4 separate regions of the Anas platyrhynchos genome follow, and regions 2, 3 and 4 are each linked to region 1. The links are chromatin contacts, called in public Hi-C maps. All regions are on one chromosome and are shown on one strand. Each heading gives the region's core, a stretch centred on a gene start, on an enhancer-like site or on the middle of the called end of the contact. The rest is flanking DNA. Distances are from core to core; before and after follow the strand shown.

The links. A called contact is a pair of places that touch in the nucleus more often than the background predicts.
Region 2: a contact with region 1 is called in a Hi-C map of small yellow follicle, with 3 times the contacts expected there. The contact joins two enhancer-like sites. A contact is called at or near these places in 3 of 8 Hi-C or Micro-C datasets (skeletal muscle, small yellow follicle and subcutaneous adipose tissue).
Region 3: a contact with region 1 is called in a Hi-C map of small yellow follicle, with 3 times the contacts expected there. The contact joins two enhancer-like sites. A contact is called at or near these places in 2 of 8 Hi-C or Micro-C datasets (small yellow follicle and subcutaneous adipose tissue).
Region 4: a contact with region 1 is called in a Hi-C map of small yellow follicle, with 9 times the contacts expected there. The contact joins two enhancer-like sites. A contact is called at or near these places in 2 of 8 Hi-C or Micro-C datasets (F5 follicle and small yellow follicle).

The regions. Positions count from the first base shown.
Region 1 is chr1:87,476,752-87,480,317 of IASCAAS_PekinDuck_T2T, forward strand. It overlaps ZBTB20 (zinc finger and BTB domain containing 20), which reads left to right. Exons shown (of 13, transcript XM_038181943.2): 11 at 1,524-1,711. Among named protein-coding and RNA genes, the nearest start is that of DRD3, 67 kb to the right of the region's middle. Within about 2 kb of position 1,555, at least 6 of the 8 cell types and tissues checked have an H3K27ac peak or open chromatin away from gene starts, as enhancers often do. A contact at or near this core is called in F5 follicle and small yellow follicle, where this site is marked.
Region 2 is chr1:87,060,696-87,064,261 of IASCAAS_PekinDuck_T2T, forward strand. The region is part of intron 2 of ZBTB20 (zinc finger and BTB domain containing 20); the gene reads left to right. Among named protein-coding and RNA genes, the nearest start is that of ZBTB20, 56 kb to the left of the region's middle. Within about 2 kb of position 1,811, at least 4 of the 8 cell types and tissues checked have an H3K27ac peak or open chromatin away from gene starts, as enhancers often do. A contact at or near this core is called in small yellow follicle, where this site is marked.
Region 3 is chr1:87,162,493-87,166,058 of IASCAAS_PekinDuck_T2T, forward strand. The region is part of intron 4 of ZBTB20 (zinc finger and BTB domain containing 20); the gene reads left to right. Among named protein-coding and RNA genes, the nearest start is that of ZBTB20, 160 kb to the left of the region's middle. Within about 2 kb of position 1,984, at least 3 of the 8 cell types and tissues checked have an H3K27ac peak or open chromatin away from gene starts, as enhancers often do. A contact at or near this core is called in small yellow follicle, where this site is marked.
Region 4 is chr1:87,210,017-87,213,582 of IASCAAS_PekinDuck_T2T, forward strand. The region is part of intron 5 of ZBTB20 (zinc finger and BTB domain containing 20); the gene reads left to right. Among named protein-coding and RNA genes, the nearest start is that of ZBTB20, 210 kb to the left of the region's middle. Within about 2 kb of position 2,010, at least 5 of the 8 cell types and tissues checked have an H3K27ac peak or open chromatin away from gene starts, as enhancers often do. A contact at or near this core is called in F5 follicle and small yellow follicle, where this site is marked.

The DNA of each region.
Region 1 (3,566 bases), core at 305-2,804:
TAGGAAACTAAAAACTCCCCGCTTTTTCTTCACCTTGTGGGTTGTTAGTGGAAAGGGGAGAGCAGGAGGAGGAAAGGGGCGGGAGGGGGAAGGTCGTCGTGACTTGTTTTATTTCTTTTTGGCCCGTGTAACTTTTGTTTTCTTCTTCTCCCTCCCACACCCGCCGAAGCTTTCAGTCGTGGCCGAGGTGACACCTCCGAGGCCACGGCAGCCGGGCCGGGCCTGGGCGGCTGCTGCCCCCCGACGGCGACCGCCAGGAAATGGCGGCGGGGCCGGGCCCTGCCCCCGGCCGGGCGTGCCGCCCTTATATAACGCCTTTATGTAAGCGGCCCGGGCCTCTACTCGGCCCGGCGGGCGTCCCGCTGCCCCACGTTGTCCCTGTAAGGCAGGGTTGTCTCAAAATTGAGCCAGAAGCCCTGCCAGGTCTCAAAAATCACGTTTTTCAGTGTGTCGCCTGCAAGCTGTCCTAGGTGGACGCACACCCTGTGAGGAGCCCTTCCCATGCTGGCAATGGCTGCTGGCTTGTCCCTTCACACGTAGGACCTGTCTCCATCTCCATCGAGAGGAGCTCTGTCACCAGCATGGACCCAAACAAAAAGTGGTGGATGCTGGGCTGCACTACCATGGCTCCAGCAGCACCCTGTGCCAAATGTTTATCTGGGTGCTGTTGTCCCCATCCTAGGCCAGGGCAGTGGTGTCCCCTGGTAGAGGCTGTGGCTCAAGGTCCCCCCGGCAGCTGCCTGCCTCGAGGGAGCATCAGAAGTGTGGCTTTCAAGTCTAAAATAGAAAAGAAGCAAAGAGGAGATCCAGGTTCTTGCCTGCCTGTACAGAGGACCTGCTGTATGAGTCAAAGTCCATCAAGTCTCTTCTCTGTGCCTTGGTTTCCCCATTTGTGTAATGAGTAATCACTACTTGTTTTAATCCCTTGTGTATACAAAATGCCACAAGGTTCTGGGTAGGCAGAGGCATTGAGGATTCGCATGCATTGTGCATGTTCTCTGTTGTTTCAGGCTCCAAATCCTAGTGCTTTACTTAGATGACCTCTGCATATCAAAATTACTTCACTGCTTTTCTCTATGAGTCTTTGCCCTGATTTGTGTTGAACTGGAAACTTGCATATTTTTTGCTTTTCAGACAAATCTATTGCATTCCTGTATAACTTTCTGTTCAGAATGCTGCAGCCTTAGTTAATATTTGTCAAATGGAGCTTCGACTGTCTAAACCACTGGGACTAGTTTCATTTTATATGTCATCAGTAGGGGCAGAATGAGGAGCTTCGTTCTTGGCCTGTTTGCTGTAATACAGTCTCAGGGCCATTGCATCAGAGTCAAAACAAGGAGCAGCTTGTTTCCAAACAAGAAGCATGGAGGAGAGTCTTCTCTGCCTCCCTCCCTGTAAGGGAAAAGAGAGGAGAGAGGGAGGGTGAGGGGGGGGGGAAAGAAAGTTATCTTTAACAGATTCTAAAAATGCCTTTTCCCAAATATGCAGTCAGTCCCTTCAAAGGTCTCTTTGTTTATTTTCAGGAAGAAACCCAAGACAGCTGAAAACCAGAAGGCGTCTGAGGAGAATGAGATTACTCAGACGGGTGCATGCAGCGCCAAGCCGGGCCTTCCCTGCCTGAACCTTGAAGCTGTTCCGTCTCTGAGCCCGGCCCTCATCCACGCACCACATTCACCAACAAACCTGCACGCACACACAGGGTCATCTGATTGTGAGTACACCAACGCACTGCTGGGTTGCACCAGGGTTCTTGAAAAGATGTTCCTTACTGCAGAACAGGCTTTCCAGCCAGTTGGATGATCTTTCCATAATGGCACAAGCATGACTTCCTCGGGGTTTACCTTTTCCCTTTTTTGGAAATTACCCCTAAAACAGTGTTTTGCATTAGGGTCACAATAATGCAGCCAGCCGGGGGAAGATGAGAGCATGTTGGCTGTTCCTACTTCTTATGAAGTAAAAAGGGAAAACCCTCTGAGCGTGTCTGCTTCAAACTAGAACTGTAGTTACTCCTCTTCAGGTAGTCATATGCTTCTCATTACCCAAGCATATCTACTGGCAGGGAGTTTCAGCCTGTACTGTTTTCCAGTGGGAGAAAACAAGTGTCTGGCTCTAACATTCTGGCTTGTAAAGGATTTCCACCAAGACAGGGAAAAGTGCTTCTGTGGAGAGGTTCATATACAGCATGTGAGGGCTCTGGAAGATATTTGTAAACTTGTGTGCTTGTAGCAGCCTAAGACCCTTATTTTCAGTGCATTCACTTTCAGATTACTCAGCATGGGTTAATTTTTAAAGGACATTAACTTTTAAAGGACATAAGGACATGCAAAATTTTCAACCCCCCCCCCCAAAAAAAAAAAAAAAAAGAAAAAAAAAAGGAGAGAGAATGAGAAATGATTAAAACTATGCTTTAAAAAGTCAGCACTTACCCTGTCAAGTCTTCAAAACGACATCATTTCATACTGGTCCCTGCCTGAAAGTCTCTTGGATAGGAACACAGAGGGTGATGTCAATCTCATCATTCACTAGTTGTATAAAATATAGCTTACCTCTTTTGTGGTGGTTTTAGGATGTTGTAAACTTACAAAGGGGAAAAAAGGAGGAAGAAAGATGATGATGCCAGGTTTCAAGAGCTCAGAAGCCAACCAGACTTTGCAAAGGCCTATAAAAAAAATCAGGGCATGACAATAAAAAAAAATCATATTAAAAAGTATGTATATTCTTTTCTTTTCTTAATTTAAAAATCCTGCCTCAGGGCCAAACTTGGAAGCAGCTGGGTTATAGGGCTCATCACTATCAAAATCACTTTAGCTGCAATTCATTCCTGCTGGCTTCTGACTGTATTCATTATGAGCTTCTTCTAGAGATCTTGGTTTTAATAGAGCTGATAAAAACATTGGGGAGACTTTCCTAAATCTCACCTGGTGATTTGGGGAGAAGAAAGAGACGTGAAACAATTGAGCAGCAGGCAGCATGCTATTTAGTGTATGTAAGAATTCTCTTCAAATTGGAGATGTCAAACTCTTTGTTAAAACCGGGGTACAGTTTTGTCTTGTAATGTTTTCTGAAAACAAAAAGCTTGTGAAAAGATGCAAAAATGAGCAGAACAACAAGAAAAAAATAATCCTTATTTTCAAACAAAGAATCTCTTTATCCCATTCACAAAGATGAAAGAGTTCATTAGTAAATGGGATTTGAAACCTCACACTGATGTTTTTTGACAGTACAAATAGAAACCCATGAAAGCAACCTTAGGACAGAGGCCAGCAGGGATTGTAGGGAACTCAGAGAATGACCTCCTGCTTTTGCTTTCTGAGGTGGCCAAGTTCAGGGGTGAGGAATATTGGCAAAGGGCACCATGGGGAGGTGGAGCCTACAGCTTTTCATGCTCTACCTGTTCTGTGGACAGTCTTTTACACCCCAAAGGTTTTAATGTCCCCAAATCACCTTCACTCCTACTAAATTCACAGTACCAATATGAATGAAAAACTTAAAACCCAGAATAGATGCTCCTTTCACATGGAAGTTGGTTTTTCAGAAAATAAGTTTAATAATATTTTCAACATTAA
Region 2 (3,566 bases), core at 561-3,060, 420 kb before region 1:
CAAGCTCAGCCTGAAACGTTTCACTGCTGTGAAAGCAGCTGCTCCTGAATGAGGTTAAAAGCCAGTTGTACTCTTGCAGTACATTTGGCTGTTTTGTACTTTGTGCTGGGCAAGAGAAAGCTCAGTCTTCTTCCGTGGTGCAAGGCATTTCTGAATTCTGGAATTTACCTTTTTTTTTTTTTCTTTTTTCCTGCAAATCTCCGAGTCCCTTTTTACAGGAGACAGGATCCCATTCAGAGCTTTTCATGATGCCTCTTAGATATTTTTTTTAACCTCTGTACAAAGTTCTTATATATTTTAGTCAGCTTAAAGCCATGGTGTGGTCTCAGAAGTTGTAGTGAGATTGAAGTATAGTAGCTAGAATGACGTATGCAAGTACATAAGTACCAGAAAGGATAACTCACTGATTATGGAAGCAGGAGCCTTAGTTTGTTTCTAGTTTCTTGTGTAATTTTCAACAAGTCACTACGTTTCTCAGTGTCTCAGTTGCTCATCTTCAAGATAGGGCAAATGAGGTTTATCAGTTCCTGAGAGCAGTTGGGAGAGCGTTAGCCATAGCTGTATTAGCTAATTTTATTGCTGTAAGAGTCTTTCTCTCCCATTTTTTTTTTTTTTTGCCTTATCACCCTGAAAGTGCATTGCCATCTCTTTCTTTACTCTACTGGGTTTGCTTTAGGAAAAAGGAGATGAGATAGGAACAACTTTTCTGGAGTTTCCTGGTTAAGGCTGGTTGTTCACGAGCATGGCTTAGTTGTCTGTAGGCTGTTTTAAAGAGTTATTAAAATCTGGTTGAGTAATGTTACTATGGAACATTGGCTTCGATGTGGGAGAAGGATACAAATGGAGCATTTAGGAGGGAGGTTTGGGAAGAATGTGAGCAGCTAGAAGAAATAAAAGCTGAGACGCAGGCAGGGGGCAGAGCTGTTCAAAGAAAATGAGGACAAAAAGTCTGAACTTCATGCAAAAAGAGGGGCTAACTTGGTCCCACTGGCAGGAGAGGGAGAAAATTGTAGCAGCAGGACTTGGTTCGAATAGGGCCAGAGTGAGGTGGGATGAGGCCACAGCCCTTCCCTTTTCCCTCGTGAGCAGTGAGCTGGAATAATCATCATACAATAATCATCAGAGGACTGTGCTCCTGGGATAAGAAGTTCCACGTCAAGTTTCTGAATGTCTGTGTATCTGCTAAAAAGTTTGTAGGTCGTGTTTTGCCCTAAGTTACGTTTGTATAAAAGTGTCGTAATTCCATGAAATTTAAAAGAATCAACATTGAACTGAGAGCTGAATTTAGCTTTGTATTTCTAGCCTAGTGGCTGCAGCTGGCGTACATCTGAAGCAGTAAAGATGATACATGGTACTCCACAAGTGATTTGTGACCAGGAGACAGTTTTCTCTAGGACAGTGCTGCTGAATTTGACCTCATTTTTGCTGTGTTAGATACTGTTTCCCTTGTGGCAGCGTGCATAGGTGTATTAATAAGATTCCTACCAGATCTCTCCTTGAAATTCCTTGAAATCTGAGCTTTGGAGGTTTGATGAAAAGGCTTGCTTTCAGGAGATGTTGGTGATTATTCTCGTCATATCCAGGCAAAGCCTGCAAAGAATTTAACATCCAATAGATGGTTTTTTTCCTTTTTTTTTTTTTTTTTTTTTTGGTTGATCTTCTGCAAAGCCTTAATCCTGAGACCTTGCCGTGATTTTTTTTTTTTTGTATTGTTTTGTTTTGCTTTGTTCTCATTACCCACAAAAGAGAAGTGCCCGTTCTAAGTCTCTGCTAGGCTTTTTAGATAAAGGAGTGACACAAGTACTTCAAAACAGAGCGCAGTTATCAGCTGAGTTCAGCCGGAGAAGGGAACGCTCACAAAAGATTCCAGGACAGTTTAGCCAGAGATAGCTGCTGATACGAATAAATAGCACTTCGCCTTTCTGAAAAAACTTACTTAAATATCTTGTTGCGTTTAATGAAAATAGTCAGTTTTGCTTAACTCCAGTAGCTGAATCAACATTATGATTTCCATTTTTTAAATCAGGAACAATCGAGGCACAGAGAGAAAGAGGAAGTGATGCCTTTCTTTCTTCCTTCCTCAGTGTATTGTACAAGCAGATGGGACCTGGAAAAGTCAAGACCATGTTCCATGGACAACGGAAGCTCAAATGGTTCCTGGCCATATTAAAAACTGTTAAAGTTTTTTTTTTTTTTTTTTTTTTTTTTTTCCCATTACAATCTTATTCTACTTTCAGAGTGATATAAAAAGACCCTACTATAGGTAGACCCTACCATAGCTCAAAATTGAGGCCAAATACATCTAACATGTCCACTTCTCAACAAAGTCTTAGTTTTAATAGCAGATTTTTTTTAAATTAAATTTGCTTACTTATTTATTATTATTATTTATAATTGCTCTCTTAACCCCGTTAATGTAACTTCACAGGCTGGTAAGCAACAAGTAACTTTTTTTTCCAATTGGCTTTCCCACAGCTGGGTATCTCCCAGTGAGGTCCAGCCTTAGATTTGAGTCCGTTGTGTCCAAGAAAGACAAGTTCAAAACCTGGACCAGTCTCTCACCTCGTTTTGTACAATAATAATCATAGGGGAAGATTACACTTGGCTGAAATTAACAGTGGCGTTGCTTGCTTCTTGAAACAGTCATCAAAAGAAGCCTGAAGCTTGGTATCCCACACGAATATAAAAGTACCTACAAGTAGTTACGTTGTTCTGGGCTTCTTGTGTGTGCAACTGCTTGTCTGCATAGCTGCTCAGTGGGAGTTGCAATATGTAGAGGAGAAAATAGCCCCTAAGGGTTCTTTGGACACATATTTAAAGAGGATTGTTACTTGTCTGTTTAAACTGTCAGTGGAAACAAACATATGCAAGTAATAATGGAAGCCTGCGAGTACTGGATTTGGGCAGAGCACAGATGTATTACTGCTGAGGCATCTGTCAGAGAATGAACAGTAGGAGGAACTGAGCTATTTGTACGTTCAGCTTGAAAGCTGTGCAGTGAGTAGGTGCATTTAACTTTTTTGTTACTCGGGAATGAGATTCAAATCTCAATTCCTGAAAACTTGCAAGCAAGTTTTGGTTTCGTGCTACTTTCTGATACATTCCCACTTCCCAAAAGCCAGTTTTAATGTCTGTTGATGCTTAGAAGACCAGATTGGAAGGAGAGCAACAGAAAGTTTTATTAGCCAGCACAATTAATACTTTCTCCTTTGAGAGCCAAATTCGTCTAGTCTAGTATGTTTACAAAAGAAAAGGCTGGAATGCACAGTAAGGTTTTTTTCTTTATCAGAGACATATGGACTCACCATCACTGGATATATTTGTGAGACACGATAACAAAGAACACTCCTCAGGCGTGTCTCACATTTCAGGACTCGAAGGGCAAAGTGGATGAACATCCCTTCTAGGAAACGGGTGAACCGTCTTTTTCATATGCAACCTCCAATTTCAGTAATCCTCAAGAAGCTTGTAAAAGCCAGGATGGAGTCAGTAAAATCTCATCTTATTAACCTCGAGAAGGACACAAAGAGCTTTGGATCTCAAGGCTGGTCTGGATGCCAAGTGCA
Region 3 (3,566 bases), core at 734-3,233, 310 kb before region 1:
GCGTGGATCCGTAGCGTAGGTGCTGCGTGCTCTGCCCACCCTGCCCTGTGCCCAGGCATCCTCAGCCCCTGGTTTTGCCAGAGTATAAAGGTTTTTGACTGGATGAGGGGATTTCAACAGCAGGCCGAGCTGGGCCCTTCTCTCAGGGGATGAGGGGCTGGGGAGGGGTACGCAGCTGCCACCCCCCTCTGCCTGCTCACGGCCTGCAGCCATCTCGCTCGCAGCAGCACGGGGCAGCTGCTGTTGGCCAGCTGAAAGCAGTTAGGGCCAGAGTCAGCTGGGGAACACAGCGAGAGGAGATCCAGGAGCAGGTGGCTGTTGGTGCTCCTCACCACCTGTCCGAGGAACGCTTTGCGGTGCCGCACAGAAGTGATGGCAGGCGCTGGTTTGCCCTGGGCACAGGATCCCACGTGAGGTTCAGGGCCTTCCCCTCCTCATGGTGAGAAGATAACTGGTGGATCTAGGGATCCCACCTTACTGTGCTCTCTCAGGGGTGACTTCATCCTGCAATTAACCTTGACTTTCCACAGACTTCTCTGTTTTGCCATCCCTCTACTAATGAAGCCAGTCAAGGTCCATTGTAGTGATGCAAAATATAATAAAACTGTTTCTTATCACATGTACCATGTCCCTGCTGGTAAGCTCTTCATCAATATTAACAAATTAGTTGTTACTTCTTATATGTATTATCCTCTTTTTAAGAAGGGGATGTAGCGAAAGTCACTTTCCACCAGCTCCCAGGGCATTACAGCAGGCTGGTGTTGGAGATCCCAGTATCCTACATGCCTTCCAGCAGCCCACCCTCAGGACCTCACCAGAATCAGAGAAATACCAGAGATAACGAGTCCCGTTCATGGGGAAGCAGAAGGAGATTCATTGAGCTTGTTTTATGTAGACCGAGGAGCAGCTATCAGATGTGATTAGCTTCTTGTGGTTACCGCAGTGAGTTGGCATTTAGATCAACAAGCTACAGCTGAAGGCTTCATATCGCCAGGATGGTCTGATCTTCCTTTACTATGATTTTTTACAGAATGGACTGTTGAGATCTCACTTGGTAGTGTTCACTCAGTTTGATGATTGCATTTACTCAGTAGTTTCCATGCTTTACAACTATTTTTTTTAGAGTGTGGCTGAATCTTTGTGAGCATTTCCGTAAATAACTTAAAAATATATAAATAAATAAATAAAAATGAATTAGCTGGAGTTTGTGTGTGTGCAGGGAGATGCTCCAGATTTTTCTTGTGTACAGGGACAATTTCCAGCAGAAGCTGAGGAAAGTTTTCAAGCTAACTTCTCTCAGTGATATCTTTCTGTTGATCAGAGGAGTTACACTGGGACAGTGCTTTCTTCATGGCATACTGTCCTTGCTGGGGAGGAAGCAGACTATATACACGAGAGTGTTGGCACCCCCCATTTCAAAGTTGAAAGCAATTTTAGCACTGGGTAATGCCAGCTGCTTGAGAGGGTGAATTGATGCTTATGTATCAGCTCATAAAATGGAGAGGAGGGAGGGGATGGACTGGTCAGTGACAGTGCAGATGATGCACTCTAGCTTTGAGGATCATCCCATCTGAAACCTTCCTGCCCTGCACATAGATCACAATTTCTTTTTAGCTTCTGCCTCGGGAAGACTTCCTTCCTCCTGGACGGCAGCTATTGTCAGAGTTTCCACGTCTGCTGGGGGCACCAAGGTTCTCGCAGACTACGGTAAACATGATTTGGCTCCCGAGCGCTCGTAATCAGGCTTCCTTGCACTGAAACAGAGATTGCTCTATTGCAGTGCCAGGCCTCTAGCAATACCAACTGTTAAATAATAAACAGGCCCTGGTTGTTGGCAGTGCCTCCCCACCCCGCCACCCCCGCCAGCACGCAGTACCCATTTTCTGGGTCTACCTGCCCGCCCGCCTCCTAAAGTGCAGCCCCTCGCCTGTGTTTGGTGGAGGTGGGAAGCAGCACGGAGACATCAGTCTATGTCTAATCTGCTTAGTTTATTATTCTCCTAGGACCTCGGGTGATATAGCAAACATGCAGTGCTTTGGCAGCACTAACAATGGCTGTGCTGTCGTTCTAGATAATATTACAGACTTTTGCCTAATGCATGGGATCCTTTTTTTTTTTTTTTTTTTTTTTTTTTTTTCCCTCTGTTCATCTGCGCGTTCTTTAAGGTCTTTTCTTTTTTTGGGGGTGTTGGGATTGCTGGGAGGGACTGGTTGCTCCTTAAACAGGTCTAATTTTTTTTTTCCTGTGAATTAAAAATAAAGTAACATGTTTAACTGGCTTGTTCTTCTGATGGCAGAATGGTATTTATTGTTTTATTGCATTGAGAAGTATTACCCAACCTTTTTTTTTCTGTACTTCATGGTTAAAATGGGTACTGGAACAATCAATTTCTTTTTTTTTTTTTTTTTTTTTTTTGGTGAATCAAGGGACTCTGTTATGAAAGACAATCTGCCAGTGGGGGAAAAATACTGTAAGTAAGCCCCGGTCCTTCTCTCCATTTTGGAGACTTCTGCAGTTTTCATTTGATTTCCTTGTTACTGTGTACACAGTACACATGTGGAAAACAGTATGTCCTGTTTTATGCATAAGTGAAGTTCAAGAGCTTGGAGATAAGTTAGGAAAAATATTATGATATTGTGAAGAGGAAGAGATTATATTGCAGAGTTAAAATGTAACTGCATGAATAGATTAGAGTGTACATATTAATTTCCCTTTCGTTCTCTAAAACCTTGAATGGAACAAAAGCCAGAATTTTCACTTGGTGGGAGAATAATTTTTTGTAAACCCATATACGAAATAGATTTTAAACAAAGTATTCTTTGCTAATCCATACAATTAAAAAGCCCTATATTTGGAGTCAACTGAAACTTATTTTTTTATATCTTTGCACGGTATAGCTGATATTTTTTTCCCATCTGTGAAGGAATTTTCTGAACTGTGGATTAACTGTGGCATGGATGCTGAGAAAAGCCTTCATGTTTTCAAAAAATATTGTACTATAAAAATTCTGGTATTTTTGTAATGGTCTGGGGGGCATTCCATCAAAATTTCCTATCAACTCTATTTGAAACTCCACCCTTCTATTATAATTATGGCAGGTGGCAAATAGAAGGGAGCAATTGTAATTAGTACCTGGACTTGGAAGCAGTGCTCTGTCACTAGCTTTTCTTAGCAGTCGTTCCTGTCTACAGCTTTACCATGACCCCAGTTAAAGGCCTTGAGAACCCTTTATTAAATAAAGTCCTTGCTTTATTTGTGCTTAGTGTCTAAGAAATGCAAGATGGTGAGGTCTATGAATGATCAATGTTGTTACTTCTTAAAATACATTGTGTTATATATTATATATCCACTTTAAATTATTGAGTTACATTAAATACTCTAGAATCAGGTAGAAAAGTTTGTCTAAATCCTTGGGCCAAATCTCGTCAGATGAGATTTTCAAAATGCCTACTTAACATTAGGAAAACAGCAATATTGGCTTCCCATGGCATTTGTTTTCCTAGCGTACTCGAGCACTTCTGAAAAGTGTGTGATATGTTTGTTGGTTGGCTGGTGTTTGGTTAGCT
Region 4 (3,566 bases), core at 760-3,259, 270 kb before region 1:
GCTTGGAAAGAACTGATGCAATCCTGTTTGCAATGAACTGAGGCGATGCTGCTTTCCCTACATCTACTTTGGAATTCAATGAGCAACAATGTACAGCCAGCAGTAAAGACTTCTATCCCTTTCTTTGCTCTTTCATCTGATTCTCCTGCTCCTAGTCTATAGGAGAATGAAGCTAGTCTGGCTAGAGTATTTGCACCCTGCTTTTCTCATAAGGAAGATGAAGTTTTTTTAGATAACAGTAGGGACAATTTCTGGTCTCATTGAAGTCATTGGCAGTTTTCCAGATGATTTGTTATGAGATTTGGCCTTGAGAAAAAGGATCAGTCACACTCATCTCCTTTTTATTCTGAACTAGAATGACCCATATCACTACCCAGTGATGGCTGCCTAGGATACTAGCAGTGAATTTTTGGAAAATGATCAAAAGTTCAAATATATGCAAGAATGCATGAAACCCACTGTCTAAGCAACCAGAGAGAATGCAGTTGGCCTCAGCAAAATACGTGATTAAATAGAACCAAATAAAATTGGAAGCTTGTTATGAAAGACCATCTCTATCCATTTTATTATTTGCCTATGAAATATTATGTTAGGGTGAGGCCTGGAACAGTCATCTCAAACCTAAATGTAAGTATGTATCTTCCTGCAGTCTCTGAAATTTTTTGATTGCAGAACACTATAAATGGTGCAAAACAAAGTCTCTTTTCCAAGTTCCCTACAGTGAACAATTTAAGAGCATTTAGTCTTAGCTGGTATTAGGACTTCATGTCCTCAGAGAATAAATGCTGCCCCTTTGATCTCTAGATATAAAAGTCACTATTTCCCAGGAGCTGGGGAAGATCTGGGGCCCCGGAGCAGAGGCAGAGACACAAAATGAGAGCCTGGCAGCAGTGGTCCATTCCCAGCGTTGCTGCTGACTTGTTGCAAACTTGGAAAAAAACAACTATCAGTGGCCCCCAGTATTCCCTATTTTTGAAATGAATTTAAGAGTATTCATCTGTCTTAGCAACATTAATTAAGGAAGGAAACAAAATAATGTTGAAGAAATAGTCATATTTTCTGACCTTACTGTAGCTTCTTCCTTTTTTTTTTTTAATTTTTTTATTTTTGTGTAAGCAGGTAGTTTGCAAAGTAAATTCACAGGCACCTGATTTTGCATATCTGTATCCTGTGCAGTGCCCCTTCCTCTGGGTAAGGAGGTGAAAAACGATACTTGAATCTAAGACTCTTCCCTGTCTTCTGGAGGGGAGAAGCTGAATGCAGAGGTGGCAGGTCAAAGAGAATATAAGATTTCATTACAATCGAGTTGTGTCTGTATTTGAAAGCATTTTATTAACATGTTGCTATCCAGAGTTTTGCCTTTCAACATTTCTTGTAGGAGGTGAATTTTCCGGTTGGTTTGTCTTTGCTGTCAAAAAAGTCAAGCTGATTTTTTCTTTCTTCTGATTAAGTGAATAAATGTTAAGAGTAATTAAGCCAAGGAGAGTTTAAAATTATTATTTTTTTCACTCTTTAATTCCTAACCTAATAAACAAACTGCTTGTATCCATCTTTACAGAGAGATTTTAAAACCACTGTGCTGAAAGTATAGTGTAAAAACACCAGTTCTCACTTTAGAGTCAAAACCACTTTGATGACCGCCAAACCTCATGTGTTAAACTTGCAAGTAGAAATCATGTTTTTCATTATTCGTTACCTCAAGGTTACTTCAGGGCTAGGGTTTCCCGTGAAGATCAAACAAGTTTTTTTTTTTTTTCCCCTGTCTTGCACGTCCTCACTTGTGCCCAGATTATGCCCTCCGAAAGTACTAAGCATCAAACTGTGGCCTTGAAGCTGGAGGGAGGATTGTTTGGTGTTTTTAAGGCTCTGATCAGCAGACCAAGAGAAATCTGGGTTCTTTTCCTCGTCTCCGGCTCTGTAACCTTGGAAAACTCAATATATCTGTGCCTGTGTTCCCCGGCTGCAAAGGGCAGGGGATGCTCTTTCCCTGCTGCATTAGGTCCTTTGAAGATAAACCTGCTCTCCGAAACTGATAACGAGCACTAGAAAATGCATGTGTTGGTCAGGTTCCCAGTCCGTGGCCTGAGTGGGGAGTCTTTTCTCGCAGTGCCTAGTCCTGGAGATCTACCAGGAAACCTTCCTTACTCTAAGGCGATCACATAGGGCCTCTGTGCTCCTTCCTGAGCGCACCTTGTCAGCAGCTGCTTCAGGAAACCCTTCTCCCTCCGCTGTTGCCCTGGCTGTTGACATACAAAAGATTTGTGTGCTCCTCTCATGCTTGAGGGACGTAGAGACTGAAGTTGCTCAGCCTGGCTTAGTACTTTGGAGCTTTTGATCCCCTTTGCAGGGTGAAAAAGGGCTGTTTCCAGAGCTCTAATGGTGCATTTTTCTGTGATTTATTATCTGCAAATGCTCGCGTTCCTGATACACTTCTTTTGGAAATGTTTTGCTGAAGCCTTATCCGCATAGGCTGATCATATGTGCCCCAGATATAAACAGGAAGGAAAGGTTTCCAGTTCCATCTGCTGCAGTCTAGAACAATTTTATCCACCGTTGGCTGGGGGGAAGCAATTCTGATTTAAAGGGCATGTAAGCTCTGTGTTATTAGTCTGATAGGATAAGGTATTACGGTTTTTCTCCTGGTGAGTTTTTAAACCTGAGCTGAAAATAAGTGCACTGCGTGCTGTAAGTGAAGATGGATAAAACTTTAAATAAATAAGTAAAAAATAAAATTATATATAAAAAATAAAAAAGCAGAGCTGGAACTGTGCATCAGTAATGTCTACTGGGCACCTGGACTGTTGGTTAAAATCCCATCAGGGAGAATCTTCTGCCAAATAGCCAGCCAGCTTTTCTCCGGCAACTTTCAACAGAGGTAGGTGGGAAACCCCAACAAAAACAGTCGAGCACATGCAAGCTCCTTGTAGCCAGCCAATTAATGGATGCAGCCTCTTCACCGGGGCCCAAAATCCCTTTTCTACTTGGTAACAGCCCGTGCAGGCTGACCTAAGGGACATGTGCTGCTTACCAAGCCACTGTCCAGCCTTCCCAAAGACATCGCTCCTTGGGTTGGGTCTGGATCAGAGGCACACCTTTGTAAATTTGGTGTTGGTGGCAGGGATTCAGGTAGAAGGAGCTCAGGTTTGCATCGGGGTTTGCTAATCAGAAGCTGGTCTGTGGATTTAGGTAGGGATTTACTGGATAAAGGCATAGCATTCAGCAGCTGAATTTTAACCCTCCTGGAGCACTTAAATCATTTGTTACCCACTTAGTGTACCTAAACATGGGTGTAATTTGCAGGATATGTTTCTCTTTCTCCAAGTTAAGATGTTCTTCTAAAGTTACTATTCCGAGTTCTGCTTTCCTCTGCTGTAGCAGCTGAAACTGCTCAGGGATAGTGCTGTAGTGGTGACACGTGGCATGGATAGTGCTGAGGGTCCCTTCTGTGGGGAGATGGGATGGGGACATTAGTCCTGTGAGCTGCTGTGGTCCCCCGAAAAGCACCAAGACACGTTAAAAGATTTTTCTTTCTGGACATCACCGCAGAAAGTCTGGCTGGCTGGTGG